3 separate regions of the Mus musculus genome follow, and regions 2 and 3 are each linked to region 1. A link is a contact called in public Hi-C data. All regions are on one chromosome and are shown on one strand. Each heading gives the region's core, a stretch centred on a gene start, on an enhancer-like site or on the middle of the called end of the contact. The rest is flanking DNA. Distances are from core to core; before and after follow the strand shown.

Evidence for each region. A called contact is a pair of places that touch in the nucleus more often than the background predicts.
Region 2: a Hi-C map of liver shows a contact between it and region 1, with 2.5 times the contacts expected there. The contact joins two enhancer-like sites. A contact is called at or near these places in 1 of 15 datasets of contacts at CTCF or cohesin (the NIH/3T3 cell line), 2 of 484 Hi-C or Micro-C datasets (embryonic fibroblasts and liver) and 1 of 115 datasets of contacts at active chromatin or transcription factors (embryonic stem cells).
Region 3: a contact with region 1 is called in a Hi-C map of liver, with 2.6 times the contacts expected there. The contact joins the promoter of Chic2 here to the enhancer-like site in region 1. A contact is called at or near these places in 3 of 39 promoter capture datasets (the 3T3-L1 cell line, the HPC-7 cell line and hippocampal neurons), 4 of 484 Hi-C or Micro-C datasets (liver, uterus and ventricular fibroblasts) and 2 of 115 datasets of contacts at active chromatin or transcription factors (craniofacial prominence and fibro-adipogenic progenitors).

What each region holds. Positions count from the first base shown.
Region 1 is chr5:74,812,319-74,815,018 of GRCm38.p6, forward strand. No RefSeq gene overlaps it. Among named protein-coding and RNA genes, the nearest start is that of Lnx1, 110 kb to the left of the region's middle. Within about 2 kb of position 1,278, at least 10 of the 459 cell types and tissues checked have an H3K27ac peak or open chromatin away from gene starts, as enhancers often do. A contact at or near this core is called in liver, where this site is marked.
Region 2 is chr5:74,623,272-74,626,184 of GRCm38.p6, forward strand. Lnx1 (ligand of numb-protein X 1) reads right to left here. Exons shown (of 11, transcript NM_001159577.1): 5 at 211-413. Among named protein-coding and RNA genes, the nearest start is that of Gm32304, 23 kb to the right of the region's middle. Within about 2 kb of position 1,575, at least 10 of the 459 cell types and tissues checked have an H3K27ac peak or open chromatin away from gene starts, as enhancers often do. A contact at or near this core is called in liver, where this site is marked.
Region 3 is chr5:75,043,154-75,045,990 of GRCm38.p6, forward strand. Chic2 (cysteine-rich hydrophobic domain 2) reads right to left here and starts at 1,488. Exons shown (of 6, transcript NM_028850.5): 1 at 1,027-1,488. The coding sequence starts at 1,145.

The DNA.
Region 1 (2,700 bases), core at 28-2,527:
TCTCCCTCCCTCACCCCACCCACAACCCCCTCCACCTACTCAACATCCTGTCAGGTTAGAGACGAAGGTGAGACTAATCGGCTGAGAATGGATATACTGGGACAAGAGGAAATTCCTCATGGGCACATAGTCTATTTAATTCTAGAACTGGTTGATGTTAAAGAGTTACGGAAGAAATCTCCCCACACCCACATGTGGCCATTACACATGGTAAATATGCAAAATTAGCAAACTTGGGAGGTGAGAAATAGACAGAGAAGCACAAGTTGGAAATTTTTCTCATCATTCAGAACTCAAGTCATTCAATACGGTGGAAAATTGAAACACGTTCCTAAAAAAATAATGACTCCAACCTTTTCACATTTTTCATGACTTCTTTTCTTAACCTTTTTCCCCCAAGAGGGAGTTTTAAGGAAATAACATCTTTTGTGTTAAAGAGCATTGAACAAAAAGACAACAACTTCTTCAACTCCCTAATGTTAAATTCAATTATTTTAGTGTGCACAAATATGCTCACATTTCTGTAAAGCTGTCTCTGCTTGAGTCTCTCTTTCACACTCTCAGTAGCATATCTTGTCTCCATCTATCTACATATCTATCTATCTATCTACAATATTTATGTATCTATCTGTATATCAATGTATCAATCTATATATCTACATATCTATCCATCTACATATCTATCTGTCTATCTATCTATCTATCTATCTATCTATCTATCTATCTATCTATCTAGAGATAGATTCTCTTAGATTCTCTCCCCGCCCTCCATCTCCCAAATTTACTGGCATCATCCCATTTAGTTTTTACAACACGCCCATGAACTAGGCATTGCTGTCATTCTATAGACAAATGCACTTTATTCTTAAATCCCTTTGGGAGGAGACAGAGGCTTTAACAACAAGGAGGGCAAAGATTTGCACTATACATGTGATGAAAACAATTGAAATGAATATCAATAATGTCTCTGAAAATGTAACTGAGGGCAGGGGCAGACCCTCCTAGTTCAGTAGGCCTGGGCCCAGAAAACTGGAATCCACTGGCTCCTAGAAGTTAGGGGTGGCCCGACTTCCCAGCCTTACCAAGAGGGTGATCCAGAGTCCACCCTGCAGGAGAGAGGACAGAAGAACAAAGGTCAAAAGGCCCTATGCCAAACCCTACAAAATTAGCATATTCAAAACAAGTTGGCAAAGAAAAGGTTTGAAAACTCTCAGCAGGGGCAGCCAACTAAAGCCAGTGCCACTGCCAAAGGTACAGAGCCACTCTGGAGGAGTGGAGGAGCATAGTGAATAATCTGGCTCATTAGGATGACAAAACACACCCCCGGGGGTGGAGCTTTAGGATGCTAATGAGGCATGTGACTCACAGGTACCTGTAGAACTTCACGAAACAGATAGAACACAGAAGAAAGAGGAGGTAGAGGCACTGCAAATTCTGCAAAGCTTGCGCAAAGGGAACTAAGCTCCCAGCACTTGGCAGGGCCTCTGAGCTGCTAAGTTTCACCCGTCTGTACTTAACCATCTTCTGCTGCTTGCCAGGGCCGTTCATCTTGACAAATTGTCCCTGCTTCCTTTGCAGTCATGTGCCTGTTTATTTCTTTGTTCTGCAATGCAAGAGGCTGAACCTCTCTCTGGGTGTGGGGGTGGGAGATGGGGGGTGGAGGTAGGGGTGCCTTCTGAACCCAACTAGCATTACAATATCACTGGGAGCAGGCACCTTCTACAGTTAGGTCTCTGGCGGTTTAAAAATAAGAAATAGCACTCTAAGAAAGATAAACTTAGGGAGGGAGAAAACTGTGCCAACTTTTTCAGTGTTACATCTCTGACTGTCAACATCACACCATTGATAGCAGGTAGCATGGGTGACTATGCAGAAGGAAAGGATGAGTGAAGGGAGGGGAGAAAGGCAGGAAGGGAAGGAAAAGAGGAAGGGAGGGAAGGAAGAGAGGAAGGGAGGGAAGGAAAGGGGAGGGGAAGGGAAGGGAGAGAAGGAGGGAGGGAAGGAGGGAGGGAAGAAAAGGGGGAGGAGGGAAGGAAGAGAAGGAGGGAGGGAAGGAGGGAGGGAAGAAAAGGGGGAGGAGGGAAGGAAGAGAAGGAGGGAGGGAGGGAAAGAAAACCTTTATAGCCTCTCTTTTATAGGCTCTTCTTGCATACCAGTAGCATCTTAGGAGCATTGGTGCCCCCTTCCCACCTGGCATGAGACACATGCACTCTGCAGATGATGAAGTAAAACAAACAAAAAAAACAAAAAACAAAAAAAAAGAGGGCAAGATTCTGCTTAAGCCACAGTCAAGGTCCTAGATGGCTTAGCAGACTTCTCCACAGCAGAGAAATGCACAGCGTGTTTAAGCAGCCTGTATGTTGAGGTCTATGAAACAGCGGTCTGGCTCTTGACTAGTTCCAGCTGACCCAACATGCTCAAATAGCAGCCATAACTCTCAGGATACTGAATCCACAGACGTTTCTGTAGTGCAGTCTTTGTTACCGTAAAGTGCCATACTTCTGGAAATTTGACTGGGTTGGTGGTGCTATTGGGCTGAACGACTACCAGTTGCAAAGGGTTTTTGGATCCTAGGTATGGTTGGACTATTAAGAGTTAGGTGTTTGATCCCTTCTCCCTTCTCTTGGCTCTGCTTTCTCAAAACAGAGTTGACTCTTAGGCAGGCACTTTGTATAAACTGAACCCTGAAAGTTTCTGGCT
Region 2 (2,913 bases), core at 325-2,824, 190 kb before region 1:
TAAACATCCATTTGCCCATCTACTACAATTGGCTCTGAAGGATTTTATTTATTCATCTATGCACCCACTTATCCACCCATCTTCTCGCCAGTCATCCATCGCTCTTCCCACCTACCCATCCAACCTTTAAGGACTTAAATTATGTGCCACGCACAGCCTACAGCTCACAATCTTGTAGCCTATGGTTACAAGCTCACGCCTCATGGGCACCTTGAGAATGATGTCTCCTGGCAGCAGCCGTCCATCTCTGGCAATCACTCCATCGCGATAAATATGCTGGATGATGATGTGGACCAGCGGCGTCTCGCTGCCCCCCACCAGCCTTATGGAGAGGCTTTCGCTGGGATCCGCTCTGTTGATTTTGATGCTTGTAATTTCACCATCTGGAATCAGGTGAAACAACCTTGGGAAGACTGAAATGGACAGAAACAGTATTTGTTTCAGACATCTACTCCACGGGCATCTCCAGCCACTCTGAATGCCAAGCTAAACTGTTGACAGTTCCCTGTGTGTGGCACCACTTTCCTGCCTTGGTGCCAGCATTCTCTACTGGAATGTTTTTCATCCTGGGCTGAAACCCAGAATTTCCTTCAAGGCATGCACAAAATAATTCCAATTCAACTCTATCCCAATCTCTCTTTTCCTCATTGTCACTAAACACACGATTCCTATAGACTGTTCTCATGGCATCCAGCCTTCCATTACTGCTGTCTGTGTCCATCTCTCATATCACGATCTGGACTCCATAATCTGGCAACTGGCTTTGCTATCAGGCTCATGTAGCTGTCTTAACCTGGCTGTTCCCGATGTTAATTTGACAGACTGTTTCAATTAATGTTTAAACTACTCTGATTACATTGTGGAGGCGGCACTTTCTGGCTGTCCCATGGTTTTGTGCACAGATCTCTCTACACACTGGAGCCTCCGGCTGATGCTTACTGCTTGAATAGGAACGAACTAATGAACTGATGTCTTCAGGGAGTGAACTGTGATTTCATTACTTTCTTATCCAGGAACAAAAATAGAATCTGCTCTTCTGTCCTCTGCTGAGGTCATTTAGGAAGATCTGAGACTCTGCTTTTCAGGCCCCAGTAGTCATCAGCCCTCTGGCAGATACTGCTGTCAATCACAGCAGTCAAAAGACCTGGTTGACAGGCACGGAGAGGCCAAGGTCATGGTCTTACAGCCGTCTCCTTAAGACGTGTTCCTCATCTACCTGGATCACTGACCTCAGTGCTAAAGAGAAGATCAAAGATTGAGTGAGCCACTGTTGCCTAACCTTAGTATTTGACCTGAGTCAGCTTTCTCCAGGAGTCACGTCTTAGCTCCCTCCTTGTGGCTGTGGCAGACACAGAGTAGCTGTCTAGGTCACTCTGAGGCTACACAGTGACAGACAGTCCTTTATGAATGTGTGTGTGTGTGCAGAAAGGAAGCTGTGGAGTAATATGGCCTCAGAGTCGGTGAGGAATACCAGGCTTCTGAGGGTTAGCACATTTATGGCCTCAATAGTTCCCCAGGAATCATATGTTCACAGCCAGGTCAAAATCCACAGGGACAGGCCCTAGAGATCAAGAACTAACTGGCAGAAGCACTGACTGGCACTGTTTTCTAGTTCAGTTGGAACAGAAGTATTTAGAGGGGACACCAACTGCTGAGAACAAGTCACGCCTAGGCTAACTGGGAAGTGGCTCCTTTTGTGTAGCTCAGACACTTAGGATGCAGAGGAAGAGACATTCATGCCCAGCCTCACACTCTTAAATGATGTCCCTTAGAGCCAGACCAATGAGATCCTTGTGGCTTTGAAGGGTTAAAAACGTTTTTAAACTGCCAAAATTGTCCTAGACAGGACCTGAAAGAATTCGATCAAAATTTTTTGTCTAGAGATTGTAGGATTTAAGAATATTCTCTGTACATTGAACTAGGACATTGGGACTCTTGTCTTCAGTCCTCACTGACTGACACATGTGGATTCTAATCCCTGTTTCTGAGTGAAGAGTTAGATTGGCAGTGGGAAGGAGATGGAGGATGCAGGTTGGCCAGTAGCTGGGAGGCATTCGAAGCCACACAGGCACGTGAGGAAAGAGCATGGTGAGCAAGTGGTGGTGGTGGTGGTGGTGGGAGCGGCAGAGCCAAGCCAGGAGTCTCAGATGCTGTGCATGAATTTTCCAAAGCACAGTAAATAAAACACCTGGGACTTTAACCTTCAACCCCAAAGACAGTTTTGGAAGGTGTTAAAAGAGCCAGAAGCATCAAGTTAAAATCCTATGCTTGCACACACACACACTCTCTCTCTCTCTCTCAGTGTGTGTGTGTGTGTGTGTGTGTGTGTGTGGTTTTGTGTGTGTGACTTTGGACTACTTGCCTAACCTCTCTGGATCACTCTCCTTAGCTGTGAACTAGGATTGACAGTCTTTTTTTTTTTTTTTTTTTTTTTTTTTTTTTTTTGAGACAGGGTTTCTCTATATAGCCCTGGCTGTCCTGGAACTCACTTTGTAGACCAGGCCAGCCTCGAACTCAGAAATCCACCTGCCTCTGCCTCCCGAGTGCAGGGATTAAAGGCGTGTGCCACCACACAGTCTTTATCACTTCTCATTCTTTTGACACACACACGACTCTTTAGAGCATTTGCTGGTACGTGAAGAGCTGTTGTGACTTTCCATGTTATTGTTTTACTATAGAGTTTCATACGAACCAGATTGCTGCACACTTGCACGCCCACTACTCTTAAGAGGCAAACGTAGGAGGATCACGGCAAGTTTGAGGTCAGCCTGATCTACACAGTAAGTTCTAAGGCTAGCCAAGGCTACAACGTGAGGGCCTGTCTCAGAAAACAAATGTTGATTTAACCTAAAGGCTTCAATATGAAATGAACAGAATGTCTTTTCAGATCCACTTATATTGGGAAACATGTAC
Region 3 (2,837 bases), core at 238-2,737, 230 kb after region 1:
AGCTTCAGGCTCGCTGCCTTTTTCTATCAGTGATAAAGTGATATGCAAGTACAGGAAGTTTGAGCGATGACTTTTCAACTGGAGATAGCAGCTGCAAAGGAGTATCAATACCCTAAGTTGTACAAACTCCGGATTTTATCAGGGAAATGTTACAAAACTTCCTTCTTCCGGACAACTCATTATTTGCCCCAAGTCTACATTCCTTTATTAGTCACGACCTTTCAGAATGCTTTCATCCCTTATTGTTTGAATAATATTGGGACTTTTGATGTTGCTAATAAACCTTACAGGGGCCCTTATCAAAGAAGCCAACCTAGGTCCGTGTCCCAAAACAGACCGGATTACAGGAAACTCGGTACTTGTAATTCCTTGTAAACAGATGTATCCTCCTCTTTTTTTCCGTCCACCTGTATACTTCTATCATACATAATTGACAGCAACTCGAATCAGTTTTGCAGAAATTTACTCTTGAGGAACTGGGAAGCCCCTACGTGTTATGTGTGATAGACACACGACAGTGAATCTCATTTACCAACTGCCACTGGGATCTTAACACCTCAGATCTGACCTCTGAGCCATATGTCAATAGGCTGTAAGTCAGGCAGAGTCCCAAAGAATAACGGGGGTGTGGGGGGTGTTACAAAGATGGATCCCACAAGATGTGTGTGTGTGTGTGTGTGTGTGTGTGTGAGTGTGTGCACCTCTAGCCTGTACCGATGGCCCATCAGGCAGACCCTAAAGAGCCATCTTCCCGGCTGGGACCCCACACATCCCCGCGGGCCACGGGGCCTGCTCCGGGGCTGTGGGAGGGAGGGGAGGCAGTGTCTGTCCCCACTTGGGAGTCCTAAACAAATGGAAGCAGAGCAAGTTCTCACTTCCTGATCGCCGGAGCTTCCCCCAAGGCCCCCGTCCCGCGCCAGTCACCGGGGACGGGGGTTTAAGAAAAGGAGGACCCCCAGGGGTCCCAGGGCCCACCCCGCCCGCGCCTCGCCACCCGTCCTCGTCCTAGCCCTCGCAGGGCCTTACACGGTGACGTGACCGGAGCCGCGGACCACCACCGGGTCGGGCGAGTACTTGAGCAGCTGCTCCTCCAGGGCCCGCTCCTCGTCCTCCTCCTCCTCGTAGATTTCATCGAAATCCGCCATCCCGAGCCGGCGAGCCCCCCGCCCGGGGCCCTGGCTCTGGGGCGGCCGCGGGGAACGGCTGGTGAGGCGGCGGGCGCGGAGGCCGCGGAGCTGGCGCTCGGCAGTGTGGGCTCCGGCTACTGAGGAGACCTGGTCCCGGCCGCCGCCGTTGCCGCCGCCACCGCCGCCATTACCGTGGGCAGGAACAACAACACAATGTCAACATCCGCCGGGGCCGCCACCCCCGCCAGCGCCGCCGCCCGCGCCAGCGCCGCCGCCGTCGCCGCCGCAACTCCGGCAACCACAGCAACAGCCCGAGCCACCCGCAGCAGGAGCAGCCGGCTACCGCATCGCGAGACTTCCCGGGAGCGCGGGCGGGCGCGGGCGTGGGCGCGGGCGCGCGGGTGGGCGGGCGGGCGCGTTCACGCGGACGGTCTCGCGCGCTCCCGGGACGCCGGCCTCTTCCTCCGCTTCCACCCGGCGCGGCCCCGCCCTCCGGCTCCAGGGTCAGCGACCCGGAAGGCGGCGTCTGTGAGGATCGGGGGCGCTGACCCCGACTCGACTCCTAGAGCCAGGCTGGAGTAATCTGTAGCCCAAACAACGACAGCGGGCGAAGCCCCTGGCCGGACCAGAGAATCTGACTGCCGGTTTAATAAAACGTTTTTAGTCCACGATGCGAAGCAGAGTTGGTTGACTTTGCCAACTTGAGATTAACAAAGCAGTGCATTCTCTTTTTTTTTGTTGTTGTTGTTTGGTTTGGTTTGGTTTGGTTTGGTTTGGTTTGGTTTGGTTTGGTTTGGTTTGGTTTGGTTTGGTTTGGTTTGGTTTGGTTTGGTTTGGTTTTTCGAGACAGGGTTTCTCTGTGTAGCCCTGGCTGTCCTGGAACTCATTCTGTAGACCAGGCTGGCCTCGAATTCAGAAATCCCCCTGCCTCTGCCTCCCAAGTGTTGGGATTAAAGGCGTGCACCACCACTGCCCGGCAAACAGTGCTTTCCTGTCTACTGTCCTACCTGATTTTCCAAAATATCTCCAAAGCCAAATATTCTGTCCTTTTAGCCCAGGTTGTTTGTTTGTTTGTTTGTTTGTTAACAAGAAATCTCACCATCAATACTACCTAACAAAGTTGACAAGTTCTCTGTGTTCCAATTAAGAAGTTGCAGTTGTATGCTTCGTCTCTCTAGTGAAAAATGTTTTCTCCACAAGAGGGGATGGGGGAAGGGAGGAACAGTGGACTCATGGATCACCTTGGACCTGGTTTCACAATCAAGAGTCTGCCAAGCATCCAAACAACATAGGAACAGAACTGGACTCCTACGGCAAACTGGACCATGGGGTAACAAGAGTTCCTCATTGGTCTGGAAAGGAAAGAGGAGTTGTACTGGACCCAGTGTCCACAAACAGTTCTCTACGCAGTGTTCGCATCCTTCAAGTTCGTTTACGGGTCTTTGTCCAAGCAGAAAACGTACAAAGGTTAACATGAGAGTGGAAAATGCTGGACAACTTAATCCTGGAAAGATCTGGGGAAAAAAAAAAGGGCAGTGAGCTAGGCAGGGAAAAATAGTCGATGCGTCAGACTTATGCTTTCCCAGATTTATTCATTCAATAAACACTGAACCTACTGTGTGGTCAGCTGTGTGTGTGTGTGTGTGTGTGTGTGTGTGTGTGTGTGTGTCTGTGCGCGTGCACGCGCGACTATGTATGTTACAGTCTCTG